Linked DNA regions of Mus musculus: region 2 is linked to region 1. Evidence: chromatin contacts called from public Hi-C data. All regions are on one chromosome and are shown on one strand. Each heading gives the region's core, a stretch centred on a gene start, on an enhancer-like site or on the middle of the called end of the contact. The rest is flanking DNA. Distances are from core to core; before and after follow the strand shown. Region 1 holds the start of Vcan (versican). Region 2 holds the start of Zcchc9 (zinc finger, CCHC domain containing 9).

Region 1 (6,994 bases), core at 910-3,409:
TAGATGATATGAGGGAGGGACTATGGATGATTACCAGCTAAGGAAATAAAGTTAAAAAAAAAAAAAAAAAGGAAACCAGGTAAAACCCACACATTTGACAAGACAAAGTAAAACATCTCACAATAAAAACGTATCCAATCAATGACTTTTTATGATTTCCCATCATGTGTACATGATGCTTGCAGTAAATACTGATCATTATCATGTCTGGGAAACATGTAGCAATCTATTACTAGTTTGCTTCTGCCCTACTTCTTTGTAGACTTGTTTATTCAAGTGTATTGTGAAGGGAGAATAGGATAACAGAGAGTTGATAAGCTTTTAGGCCAATGATCTGTCGCAAAGTAGCCTTGGGCAAACCACTTAACTGTAAAACTCAAACTAGGTTCACTTGAATTTAAGAAATAAATTAATGATAATAACTTGAAGCGTTTCAGAGAAAAAATCTATCTACCCCAATGCCTGGAATATAAATAATAATGGAAATTCATTATATTTTATTTTTCTTCTTTCTGAATGAATTCCTATTGATTCAAGAGCTGTGTTCTGATAAGCATCTCTGGTCTGTGCAAGCTTGGGGTGAGTCTCTTTCCATACCTGGTTGTGTTGGCATGTTAAATGCAGTGACTGAAGTCTGATGTCAAGATGTGGCTCTCATTCTGCACAATATATGGGATGAAATTTCAGTTTTAGTAATGGCAGTACAATCGTCGCATAAAGGTTAAATAAGTCACTGTAAGCCAAACTGATTTCGAAATGGCCCGTAGTACAGTTAAGTCACTCACTACAGTGAGTGTAAGTAAAAGGACACATGAAATACACACCGGGGGATGAAATTGTACTGATAATCCTACCACATGTTTATCACTTAAGATCTATGATCATATTGAATCTACAAACCTTAGAAAAGGAGCCCACATGCAGAAGGGTCTAGGTTACAACTTTAGAACTGTGGTTGGCAGCCAATCTAATTAAAGAAATCCAGGGTAAAGACAAACTCTCTGCGTTAATCACTACCGTTTCTGAAGCCCTGTGTTTGATGTCATTCTCTAAGCAAAACATTCAGAGTCAATAATTACAAGGATATTTCCATATTGGTGTAGGAGGAAAAGTTTGTAATTGTTTCAGTACCCTGAGAGTTACTTCGACATGTCTTGCGAACTTATTTTGTCCTCTCTCTAGAAACTCATACTAGACTTCAACGTAACGGAAAATTCAAAGTCGCCCTTTTGTGAGGGTCAGAAATCCTTTGTATTAACTGTTTGACCCTTTGCTCTTTAAGGTCCTAATGGAGTCTTTTGTGATTCAGTGAAGGGTGTGCTTCTCTATATTGATGTTGTTTACATCGATGGATAAGCCTGAGTAGGGGAAAAAAAAAATTGCGAACGTGAAAGATTCCATTTCCAGACAACATGGAAAGACTGGTAAGTCAAAGAAATCTGAGTTAGGCAGAAAATTCTGCAAGATATCCTGTGAAAGACAGAGGTATGGAAGAAGGAAGGAAGCGAAATACATTTAAGGAAAGACGCGGATTTGTGTCAGAGAAAGGATTCTCTTTGAATGGGACAAGGGATTGCTTGGGGGGATTTCCTGTCCAACCCTTTATTGCCAGGGTCTTTGTGTAGGGCCTGATGCCGCGGGCTCCCCATTGGGCAGTTCCCTAGGGAGAGCAGTCACGAAAAGCTTTTGCGTCTCCCTGGGGCTTGGGATCTCACTTTCTCAGTATCTCTTTCAGGTTGGCAGGAGCATTGAGCCTGACACCTCTTCTGATGGGACGAGCAAGCTCCGTGGTCGCATTAAACACATTATACGCAAGTTCTTGGCTGATGTTATAGAGTCCCGTCCGCTCCTAAGGACTGACCATACTTAATTGCTCTGTGCTTGCTGGCCGCAGCAGAGCCTGGGGACTCCTTTCCCCTAATTCAGAAGTAGCAGCCCAGGGCGGGGAAGAGGGGGTGGGGTGGGGATGGGTGGGAAGGCAGTTGTTTGAGACTGCACAGCGAGGTGGTACCGAGTCGTTGAATGAGGAGCACGGATTCCCCCCACCCCCAGCCGATTGGTACTTCTCATCAGGAAGAAACGCTGAGAGGTGGGAGTGCCTGGCCAGGGAGGCAGGCGGTCCCTACCGCAGGCTGAGGGAGCTCCTTTCCGCCCCTCCGCCTGTTTCCAAGCTTGGGCTCTTTGGAGTGACTGAGCTACGGAGCTCTTCAGGAGCCTGTGAATGAACCCTCCTCCTCCTCTCCCTCCTCCTTCTCGCTGAGTCTCCTCCTCGGCTCTGACGGTACAGTGATATAATGACGGTGGGTGTCACAACCCGCATTTGAACTTGCAGGCGAGCTGCCCCGAGCCTTTCTGGGCGAAGAACTCAAGGAGCGCGGGCGCAGCAGCTGTGAGCATTAGGTGCTGTGGCCAAGCGCTGGGACAAGGATCTGCCGCTACCAGCGCATCCTCTCTCCTCTCCAGCTCTGTCCCGCACTCGCTGCACCCTTCCCCAGGCCACCGCGCTTCCTATGTGATCTTCCGGGGCAACGCGGAGCCCTTTCTCACAGCTCAGCAGTGAATTTCCACCCCGAAAACTGCAGTAAGCCGCCTTTCAAGGTAATCACTTTTCTTTTGTTCCCCCATTTAAAAGAAAGAGGGAAAACTTGTTGGGAAAAGAAAACCGTCCAGCTTAGTAGGGGGAAAGACTCACATTGTAATTGGAAGAGGGCTTTAATTAAAGCCAAGAGGACTAGCTGTAAGGCGAAGTTAGAAAAATGTGCGCACTTTCAAACATGAAGGTAACTTGTTAAAGAGATGAATTCAGATAGACCTTGGTGCTGAAAAAGAGCTAGACAAAAGAAGTCCGGGGTGGGGTAGAGGAAAAGGACAAACCGAATAGGGGGAAGGGATTTTGTAGCGAAATCCTAGAAAAGTCCTGCTATCTTGAGTTGGAGGAATGGAATGGACTCCTCACACCTTGATTTTGTTCTCTTTAAAGTGGTCGAGGCAAAAGTTTGAATGGAGAGTCCCCAAACTTGCCCAAATGCAAGCCCCTGAAACCACCTTAGGGCAGACCACCTGGTTTCCTGGCTCCGTGTGTGTGGTCAGTATCTTTGGTTCCTGGAAAGTCACCTCTGGGCAGCTCCTGACAAGGCAGCAGGATACTTTAGCGGCCCAGGACCTGCACGGACATGACCCTTTCCCCCAACCCCTCAGGCAATGTGGGAGGCTATCTGGCAGGGGTTGGGTAGGGTCCTGGGGCTGCTTTTCTTTGATGACTTGAGGGCTGTCAAAGCTCTCTCACGTTGCCCCTGTGTTCTTTTGTCCTGCGCGTGGTGCTCCCGAGCCAGCCGGGAAGGCGCATTGGATGGGGGTGGGGTTGTTGGAACACCGTAGAGGTCTGGGAGGCTCCTGGGCGGGAAAGCTTTCCCTGAACTGGAGGGGTGTGCAGTATCTCCCCCCTCGCTCTGGAAAACGAAATGAAGGCTTGTCCCCCAATCTTTACTAGCAAACCAGGACCCATAGATTCTCCAGACAAAGGTGGCGTGGAGACTCGAGTTGGGGACCAATTGGTGCAGTCTTCTCGCCTGGATTACAGCAGTCCTCTGTTCCCTTCTGTATCTTCATCCGCTCCCATTTCTCCACTTGAGTTGAGCAACTTTACGGGCTGGTGGAGTGGTTGTGGAGAGTGCGTGCCGGGTTTCCCCGGGGACGCCCTGGCTGAGAAAGTCCTACTGCCCTGAGTAGGCGTGGGCATTGCAGAGACTTCTCTAGTGCCTGCAGACCCGGGACATCCCGGTTGTCTCGGTTTGTTCTCGGTGTCAATGGGCGTGGACTGCTCAGAGGGGTTAGACAGAAGAAATAGTGGTAAGAAAATAATGTCATAGCCTAAACTATTTGCTCTCGGATCCAACTACGTTCGCCTCCGCATGTCCTACGTGTTCTCGGGATCCCGAGGAAAGGGAAAGAAATCTCCCCCGAGGCTGCAGGGCAATACTGCCTCAAGTACACCCACAGTGGAGACTCGCTATCTGTGTTCCCTCATCTTTGTGTCTCTTTCTCAGTCTCCATCTTCTCTGTCTTCTCTTTCCCCTTTCTACCTCCTCTGCGCTTTTGCGTCCCCTCCCCCACGGCTCACAAATGAATGGCTAGTGTGAAGTCCCTTCCGTCTCTGTCCAAGGAGGCAGGCCCAGAGGGAGGAGCAAGGGCGGGGGGTGGGGGGGGGCGGAGGCGGTGCGCTCCTTAAGATCTGCTTGCAGTTGGGTGTTTCGGACTAGCAGAACCCAGATGTCTAGGAATAGGGAGTTTTGTAGTAGGCGTGGGCTCCCCCTGATGGAAGAATTCAGCACAAGCGGAAAATAGGGCCAGAAAACCACTTTCATATCCTTTGGTTCAAAGAGAAGACCCAGTTCTCCTTTAATAGTCAGTTTTCCACTTCAGAATCTGGAAAGTGAGTCTTTGGGGTTTGGAGGAGACAAAAAGAAGGGAATTTGGTCTTCCCCAAAACACGGGCTCCTTTTCTTTCATCCGCGTGGCTTCCCGCGGCGCTCTGGGAGGCGCCTGCAGCTGGGCGGACTCACAACGCTGGTGACAGAGTCAGGTTTGTAGTTTCCTGACGTGCAATTTACTCATCATTAAGAAAAGTAATAAAGGCACTTGCTTTGGCAAATTTCGCTAAGGTCCTTGGTCACAATGCTAGGACTCTGTTCCAGGCTATTGTAAAAGAACCCCCCCTCCCCCCACTCCTCATCCCAAACTTAACTTTCTCAACATCAGGACAGGCGTTGCACATGGAAACTGGGAAGAAGGCGGGCGCCTAGAGGCAGAGGAAAAGAGTTTTTCCACTGGGAAAGAGTGGGACAATGGAGGGTCGGCGGATAAAGAAAAAAGAAAACGAAACAGATGGATGCAATAGCCAGGAGCCGGAAGAACTCGTTTCGAAATTTTGTTCTCACTTTCGTGTCTGTTATGCGGAAAACGATAATGATAGCGAGCGCATCCTTGCCTGGTGCTGGCCTGGGAAGCAGCTACAGAAACAGAGGTGGTCCGGCCCCGCCTACAGCGGAGAGGGGCTAGCCTCCCCAGCCCCTAAACTCACCCTGGTTTGGAGGAGGGGCCCGGCTAGGCACTCCCTTCAGCGCCGGGGGGTTCGCTATTCGCCACGTGGGCTGGAGCTTCAGCTCAGTGCGCGAGACGGGTGTGACTTCCTGGGCTCCCAGACAGCTGCACAGCTGCTCGGGCGAGTCGCTTAGCCTAGGTCTCCAGCGGCTGCGGCCAACTGGGGCGGGGCTGGGCTGAACCCGGGTGGGGCCTCGGCTGGCGTGTCTCCTGAGCTCCAAAGGCTAGCTGAAGCTGGAGCGGATCCAACTTCTATTAAGATGGCACCAAAGACTCAAGTTAAAAGCCGTTAAAATACTGTTTTCTCTTGCTTTTTTGGGGAAGTGATATGCAAGTACAGGGTTTTTGCTTTAAAAGGAGGAAAAGTGATGATTTATTCTAAGTCAAATCTTGGCATGAAAATGAGACAAATTTGCGATTGCTCCATGCATTCGTTTTGAAATACATTTACATTCCTAAAGACCACATTTAGCCAGAGACAAAATTAATTCTGCTGTAATTGAGTATCAACCAGGATCATTAGAGTGGGCAGGAAAGGGCAGGGGGTAGGTGTCTAGCACAAGTTGACCAAATGGCTGATAAAGAGCTGGGTTGGCAGCTGCAGCGTTTAGGGGTTGGGTGGGGGAGGGGAGAGCGCTGCGGTTGGTCTCATGATTTAGACTGGACCCTGCTACTAAGGTCTTCACTGTAAATTCTCCAGCTTCTAATTCGGAAAAGCTAGGTTTTAATGATCCTCTCTCCCACCTTAAATTCTGTTTATAAGTGGTCCATTATCGTGGTTTTTGTTTTTTGTTTTTTTCCTTTCTTCTTCTCTCTAAAAGCTATGGCCTAAATTGTGCTAAGTACTGGTTGGCAACTGTGTCAAACTAAGAAAACATTCACATAAAAGCCTAAAATGAAATGTTCTGGATTTAATAGGAAAACATTAGTGGAAGTATCAGATAGTTGTCTGAGGTGGAGCGGATTACCATTTGTAAGAGGAACATAGCAAGGAGGGGGTCCCAAAGCACCTGAGTTCTAGTTCTGAGTCACAATGTAATAAAGGAATACTTGACAAATTGCATCTGCATGTCCCCACGAATGCTACAAAGGGTTCCAATAGATTCCCAAGCAGTTGAGCAATTACTTCCTCCAGCAGGAAGTCCACAGTCCTTAATCTTCTTGTGGGTGGTAGAAAGGATGGGATTCAAGAGCATCACTTAGAATTTATGTAAGAGTTCAAAGTTTGCTTTTTCTTGGTGGTTTGAAAATTTAAGCCTCTTTATAATAAGTCTTATTTCCTTCCTTAAAAAAAAAAAAGAAAGAGAGAGAGAAAGTTTGAAAAGAATTTCTTCAGGTTAATAGGTATTTATGCAGTCAGGCTTACCCCCTTTCGTGGCTTCTACTAACTGCAGGGAAATCCCTGTGGTATTCCATGCTGCCTCTGTCTATGTATGAGTAACGTTTTGTTTGGGAAGGATATAAAGAGTGAGGAAGGGTATAAAGCTAAATTTGATTAGTGAGGGTGATGCACCCATTGTTCTGTCTCTCTTTACACTGCTAAGCTTAAACACTCTCAGGTTAATGATTGGTCAATAGTGGGGCATTCTGGAGCCCCTGAAAGCACTAAGACTAACTGAATGTCTTCCTCACACATATACTTAAGCTCTTTTATGTTTTTTTTTGTAGACTTTATTCATGGATAGACATCCACAGATTCTGTATTTCAGATGGGATGTGGATCAGAGAAGGGCAGCACTTCTAGACACTCATGTTGCTTTGGGGCAAAAGAATGAATGCTTATACTAGGTGGATTTTTAAAATTTCCTCCACCCACCTAGAGAAATCAGTTAGGGGACAGACAAACACTCATTGTTAGAGGTTTCTTGCTCTGGTCTAGAAAAAATGTGCTGCC
Region 2 (6,994 bases), core at 2,832-5,331, 2.1 Mb before region 1:
TCATTCCATAAAAATGTAATGCCAGCTATATAACAATCATGGGTAAAACCAAAGCCTAAATAGTTAAAATAAGACACAGAGGATCCATTCCATTTTGGGTCCATTCTGTCTTTATGAATTAGTTCTGCATGCTCACTATCTAGCCAGCTAGACAGATGATTATTACATATTAATATTAAAGTGTCTGGTATTACCTTTTCCCTACAATGATATTTAAAGACAGCATTTGAATTATAGTGTGAATGCTAAGCATAACGCGTGTGTATGAGAATGCCACGATGAAACCCATTCATTGATATGCTAACTGAAGATTAATTTAAAAGGGAGATGAAGGAAGAAATTGTTAAGTAATATAAGCTGCTGGCTTACAGGAAACACAAGAAACTGTGAAGTGATAGAACCTAGTGGGGAAACCCCCACTCAATTCCCAATCCGGCGTGCACCCAAAGAATCATGAATAGACCACCCTGATGTAATTACTTGAGGTCGTTTAATGACGGAGCTCCGGACCGACATGCATCCCACACAGGAGATAACGGATGTCGGCCACGAGGCTCGAAAGCTAAGGGTTTTTATGGGGTAAGGGGCTTAGGGGTGTGAAGTTCAGCATAGCGACACACTATTGGCTTATTCAAACATCAGCAGAAAAATTACATGTACGTGCAGGGTGTCAGAGTTCTGTGAGTTGTTGACTCAGTTCAGATAGCCCTGTTATGTCTTCACATTCCCCTTTATCTTATGGTCAAGATGTTCCCAGGAATGTTTTAACTACGGGGCATACCCAGGTTTGTTTTTCTTTTTTCTCAGCCCCAGGCAGCCTCTAGGCTCACAAACAACCAGCAATTTCTGAGTACTTTATATGACTTACAGGTCTTGAAATTTCATCTTTCTTTCAGAAGCAGCAACAAGCTCAACCCCCCTTGTAGTAAATGAACAGACACTGCATACAGCTATAGGTCATGCTCACCTTCGGCTGCCTGGCAACAGCTCGAGTTTGTAAATGTGCTCTTCAGGTGAGGATGAGAATCTAGCTGCTCTCGTGCATTGCCTCTGAGTGAATACCTCGGTACAAGCTTGAACAGATGACTAGGTGGTATCTACCAAAATGTGAATGCATAGTTTTCTCTGTGGTTTTGGATCAAATGTTGGGAGAGGTGGTCGTTGTGAACTGAGCAAGTGCTCCACAACTGAGATACACTTTGAACCCTTGGTATTTTCAGACAATAGAACAGGACTGGGGAGATGGCTCAATGGCCAAACCACTTGCCATGCTAGCTGAATTTCAATCCCCAGAACATAAAGATTTAAACAGAGACTGAGCATCTCACGATCCATTTACAACATTTTTTCCAAACTGCCGAAATCACCTTCAGCATTTACTTAGCTCCTTGAGCATAGATGCAATGTTACTTAAAGACCTTGCCTGATGATTATATGATGATTAATCGTGGTTTTTTTTTTTTTTTAAAGAATTGAAAGATGGCGAGGAGACTAATAAAGCACACTTGGAATTGTATCTCTGAGGGCATGAATATGAATATAAAAAATGAAGCATGTCTCTTGATAATGAAACCCTTAGCTCCTCACTTAACATCTTTCTTACATTTTGTCATGAAATGATATATTTATATCAATAAGTAAAAGAGACATAGAATAAAAGTATAATCTCTTGAATTATAAGCAATATACACCCTAAGTCTTACATTGGCATGGATAACTCAATAAAGCATATTTTAAGTGATTACAAGCAGACAATGCTCTGCAGTATTTCAAAACAGAAGAGTACATAAATACAGACTGAGTTCTTGGTTCAAAGTTTCATTTTGTTTCTTACTGCCTGTGTGACCTTGAGTGACTTTAGCTCTCTGGGCTTATTTCCTCGTTGTTCAATGGAAAAAGCAATAGCTACCTCCCAGGATAGTGGGTAGATGTACTCAGTAAATAGTAGCTACTACTAGTAGGAATACTAACGCTTCCTCATGAATCCTGAGGACTTAGTATATGATTTGTTTACTCAACTACTAATCATCAAAACAGAAGTGTTCCCTCACTTCCAAAAATCAGATCTTCAAGGAAATTTAGCATTAAAAGGACACCATTTTTGTTGAATGCGCCATCTAGTGGTATATATTATATTCAAGGCTAGGCATCAACAGAAAATAAAATTTCACACTTAGTTAAAATGTTAGTATTGGAGACAGCTGGCTGAGGTCACTAAGCTATAAGAGGCATTATCACACACCTTTCTTTTTGTTTTGTTTTGTTTTGTTTTTAGAGGCAGGGTTTCTCTGTATAACTCTGCTTGTCCTGGAACTCGATTTGTAGACCAGGCTGGCCTCAATCTCAGAGATCTGCCTGCCTCTGCTTTGGGAGTGCTGGGATTAAAGGCGTCCACCACCACACCCGGCCCATCACCCTTTTTTTTTTGGGGGGGGGGGGTTCGAGACTGGGTTTCTCTGTATAGCCCTGGCTGTCCTGGAACTCACTTTGTAGACCAGACTGGCCTCGAACTCAGAAATCCACCTGCCTCCCAAGTGCTGGGATTAAAGGCGTGCGCCACCACGCCCGGCTCCCATCACCCATCTTTTAAGCAGTTCATTTCCCAACAGCTAGAGGATTGTTTGTTTTTGTTTTGTTTTGTATTTTTAAACTTTCTGGGATATTTGTGGCATTTACTATACCAAATCACAATATTTTTCTGACACTGATTTTCCATTTAAGGAAAACTGGGCCCATTTTAACTCTTTATCCAGCTAACGGATGTAGTAAGGAATGGGGATCAATTATGTGAGAGGCAATCAGGATACAGTAAAACTTATTATACAATCCTCTGTGAAAAGAATCAAAAAGCATGGCCTGGGAGAGGATGTTTCAGAGGCTTAGATAAGAATAAAATCTTGGAAGACTTGAAACAGAACATAATTAAAGAAACCAGAGTATTATGTAAGCAGAACAGCGTATGTAAATCCTGGTGCTAAACAAAAAGAAGATGGGAGAAGGCCCCTTCGTACAGAGCTTAAATAGGACAGAGATTGTAACAAATGCTCTTCCAGAGTTTGAATATCATCTCAACATTGAGAAAAGATGGAAGGGGTTTAGTCTGGAAGACACCAATTGGATCTGGCGCTCTGACTTATATTTTCAAAAGTTCACTTGTGTAAAACATCTGGGCAAAAACGTCTGCCCAGATGAGCTGCAAAAATTCGGGCCAACACAGTGAAAGCTGAGACAAGGAACGAACGGGACAGTCAGTAGAGACAAAAGGCGAGAAGAGGCAGTGGATCAAATATTTAAGAGGCAAAATAAACAGAGCCTGATGGAGGACTAAATGTGTACGTCCATGCCGTTTCTCACTGAACAAACCTGGGGGAGGCTTCCCGAGCGAGGGAGGGCGGGGGAGCACTAATAGGACGGAGGACTAGAATTTTATTGAAAAATGAACTCCGGCCACCAACTGTGAATTAACGCCAGGCAGGGCAATCATGAAGTACCACTCAGAAGCAATAGGTGCTCCGAAGGTCTCTTCAGACTTGCATCTCAGCGACTCTCTTGGTGCGCTGACACTGCGGAGCCTCGGCTCTCTCTCTCTCTCTTTCTCTCTCTCTCTCTCTCTTTCTCTCTCTCTCTCTCTCTCTCTCTCTCTCTCTCTCTCTCTCTCTCTCTCTCTCTCTCTCTCTCCCTCTCTCTCTCTCCCTCTCTCTCTCCCCCCCCTCTCTCTGTCTGTCTCTGTCTGTCTCTGTCTCTGTCTATCTCTCTCTCTCTCTCTCTCTCTCTCTCTCTCTCTCTCTCACTATTTCGCTACTATTTCAAATTCATTGAAATATATTGTCCAATTCAAAGGACCGTGTAAGGAAGACCTTCCTCCCAAGAGTCCTTCCGTCATCTAGACTGCACATTCTGGGACCGCACAGACTGGGCGCTCATTATCTTTGTGTCCGGGGACTCCAGTGCAGCGCCCTTACAAACAAACACTACACGACCCACAAACTGGCACAAGCCAGCCACCTTCCCCAGTTTAAGACCCACAAACACCTCACGCTTCCCTTGCTTGGCCTGCCGGAAGTGACGCGTGGAGACGGTGCACTTCCGGTCTCTATGGCCGCGATCTCATCCGGGGCCGGGCTTCTCTGGTTCGTTGTCTCAGCTGCTCTGGAGGATTCAGACCCGGTAAGGAGCTACGCGGGTACCACCGGTTAAGGCGTGGGCGCCTCTGTGCTACCTTGGCCGACTGGGGCCGGACTCCTGCGGGAGATCGCGAGGGCAGAGCCCGGGAGCTAGCTTGTCGGATCGCCGGCTCCGTTGCTGGGAGCGGGCCCCGCAGGCCTGCTAGGGTGCCCGCGGGTCGCAGTGCTGGGGCGGGCATGGAGAAGCGATGCCGCGCGTGCGGGGGCACCAGGGCTGTCCGGCTGTCCCGTGTCACCCTCCAGACACCCAGAGTCTCACATTCCGGGTGTGCGGGAGGAGGATCCGCCCTCTTGGTGACGGGGGACCGGTGCACTGTAAAGTGGCATACAGCGTCACTCACCGGCCCTGAAAGCATGTTGCAGACTCCTGGTGCCAAGGCTTTAAGTTGCCTGGCACACTGGATGCTGCCCTGAAAGTGGCAACTCGGTAGTTGAAATAATCCTTTGATTGTGTCTGGTGTATTCATTCATTAAAGAAGAAAAAGAAACTGTTCTCAGAATTGCTAGGTAGTATGCAAAGTAAAATACTCAATTTTATGTTGGAGCCAAATAATTCGTCTTAAAATACACTCCTTTTAAAACTGCTTACATCTGCATTCTAAATGAAAATCTCTAATTATGCATTTATTAAAGGTAAACAAACAAGATTTCTTAATGTGAAGTTTATTTTACAATTTGGATCACTAAAATGGGTTCATTGAAAATGACTTAAAGCCGGGCGTGGTGACGCATGCCTTTAATCCCAGCACTCTGGGAGGCAGAGGCAGACGGATTTCTGAGTTCGAGGCCAGCCTGGTCTACAAAGTGAGTTCCAGGACAGCCAGGGCTACGCAGAGAAACCCAGTCTCGAAAAACCGAAAAAAAAAAAAAAAAAGAAAATGACTTAAAACCATTAGACTGCAAATGGCAGTCACCCTCATTAAATAAGAGAAGACTGCCATGTGACTACAGACACTTTATAGACTGCCTTTATACATCTACAGGGGAAAGACAGACGAAAGGACAAGACTTGTGTATGTTTACTAATGTGCTTTGCAAGTAGTTGCATTGAAATGGCAAACTAAGCAAGCAGATTGGGAGAAGGCAGACTGGTTTAAAGGTAGGAAAAGAAATGGCCAGGACGACGGCAGGGTTTAAGAGGACCATTTACAGTATTTACATATGATTTCTAACTTAAAAATCATTTGCTGGCAAAATATTTTCTAGTTTTAACTAAGCATATGTTGTTTTCTTCAACTGAAGTAGAACCTCTCTGTTCAATGCCAAAATACTGTAGAAAAATGTCTACACAGCATACCATGTGTCTGTACCCCTACCTAAATGAAGAGTTTTAATGGTTTAAAGTTTAAAATGTGAGTATATTTGATAAGTAATGACTTCTGTATATCTTCAATTTATAATTAATTAATTGCTACTTGCTCTTATCTTACAGATTAGTGGAGTACCTCTGATCCAACCATGACCAGGTGGGCTAGAGTTACTACTTCAAATAGTAAGCGACCCCTGTCAGCAACATCATGGGAGGACATGAAGAAGGGGTCTGTGGAGAGAGCAGACCAAAGCCTTCCAAATCGTAAGCAGTGTCAAAGCAGTAGGCTGCCCCTTAGAAATGACTCACCTCAAGCAAAACGCAAAAAGAACAAAAAGAAAAAAGAGTACTTGAATGAAGACGTGAACGGCTTCATGGAGTACCTGAAGCAGAACTCACAGGTACTTCACAATGGACAGCTGATAGCAGCTGACAGCCAGGAAGTGAGGGAAGAAATTGCCGTGGCCTTAAAGAAGGACAGTCGACGGGAAGGAAGGCGGCTAAAGAGACAGGCGGCAAAGAAGAATGCAATGGTGCGCTCATGACTGTATGTTGCTACCTTCTTTGTGCAACTAGAAAGTGTTACTCATCTGGTCACACAATACATGTTTAAACAGAGCCCAATTGCTGCAGTCCTAGTGCCACTTTTAAAGGCTTGTGCTTTCTTACTATACACACACACACACACACAGTACACTGGTTAGTTGTCATAACAATATTACACACATGATAGTATTCCCATATTACAGGCAGAAAGCACAGTAGAAGTGTATCCAGGTTAAGTAACTGATGAAAGCCATGTGATCCATGCTAGAGGTGGCAGTCAAACTGAATTCAAAACCTATGTTTGCCCTACCACTGTGTTATGGTAATACCTTTTTAAATAGCTGTGGAAAACCCTCTAGATGTCCCAAGTTAAAGGTACTTCCCATTACTTGGATGCTCTTTTGTTATTATGTATAAAATATTTGTTCACAAGAAAGAGGCCAGGTCCCTGTAATTCTTTCTACATGAAAGCTATGGAATCTTCAAGAAATGTGTTTCACGATGATAGGTTTTAGAAGCTAAGGCAGGAAACTTCCCAGGTTGGGAGAGGCCAGGTATCCACACTGGGTAATATAAATTTTTATTTTATGTTTGGGTATATCCAGCCTGTGTGCCTGGTGCCCAGGAGACCTAAAGAGTCCAATTCCATTGGTTCCCCTGAAATTGAAGTTACAGAGAGTTGTGAGCCCCCACTACCTTTTGTGGGTGCTGAGAATTGAACCTAGGTCGTCTGGAATATCACTCAGTGCTCTTAATACCAGCACTGTCCAGACCTAATTCCATGTTTTTCATTGTGGTTGTAATTTTTTGAAAATAGGTATATGTGGTCAAAATACAAATTAGCGTGTGAACAATTATTTAATTGATGTTTAAACATTTAAAGTCTTTGTGCTTTTGACCATTTTCCACCTAAATGTGAAGTAGATTGCTAGAGTCAGGGGTTTTTTTGGTTGGT

What was found. A called contact is a pair of places that touch in the nucleus more often than the background predicts.
Region 2: a contact with region 1 is called in a Hi-C map of uterus, with 5 times the contacts expected there. The contact joins the promoter of Zcchc9 here to the promoter of Vcan in region 1. A contact is called at or near these places in 2 of 39 promoter capture datasets (liver and pre-B cells), 2 of 484 Hi-C or Micro-C datasets (B cells and uterus) and 2 of 115 datasets of contacts at active chromatin or transcription factors (astrocytes and large pre-B cells).

Annotation. Positions count from the first base shown.
Region 1 is chr13:89,737,677-89,744,670 of GRCm38.p6, reverse strand. It overlaps Vcan (versican), which reads left to right and starts at 2,159. Exons shown (of 15, transcript NM_001081249.1): 1 at 2,159-2,598. Gm4117 (a long non-coding RNA gene) reads right to left here. Exons shown (of 2, transcript XR_003950663.1): 1 at 5,081-6,994.
Region 2 is chr13:91,804,783-91,811,776 of GRCm38.p6, reverse strand. It overlaps Zcchc9 (zinc finger, CCHC domain containing 9), which reads left to right and starts at 4,081. Exons shown (of 6, transcript NM_145453.2): 1 at 4,081-4,167; 2 at 5,617-6,026. The coding sequence starts at 5,643.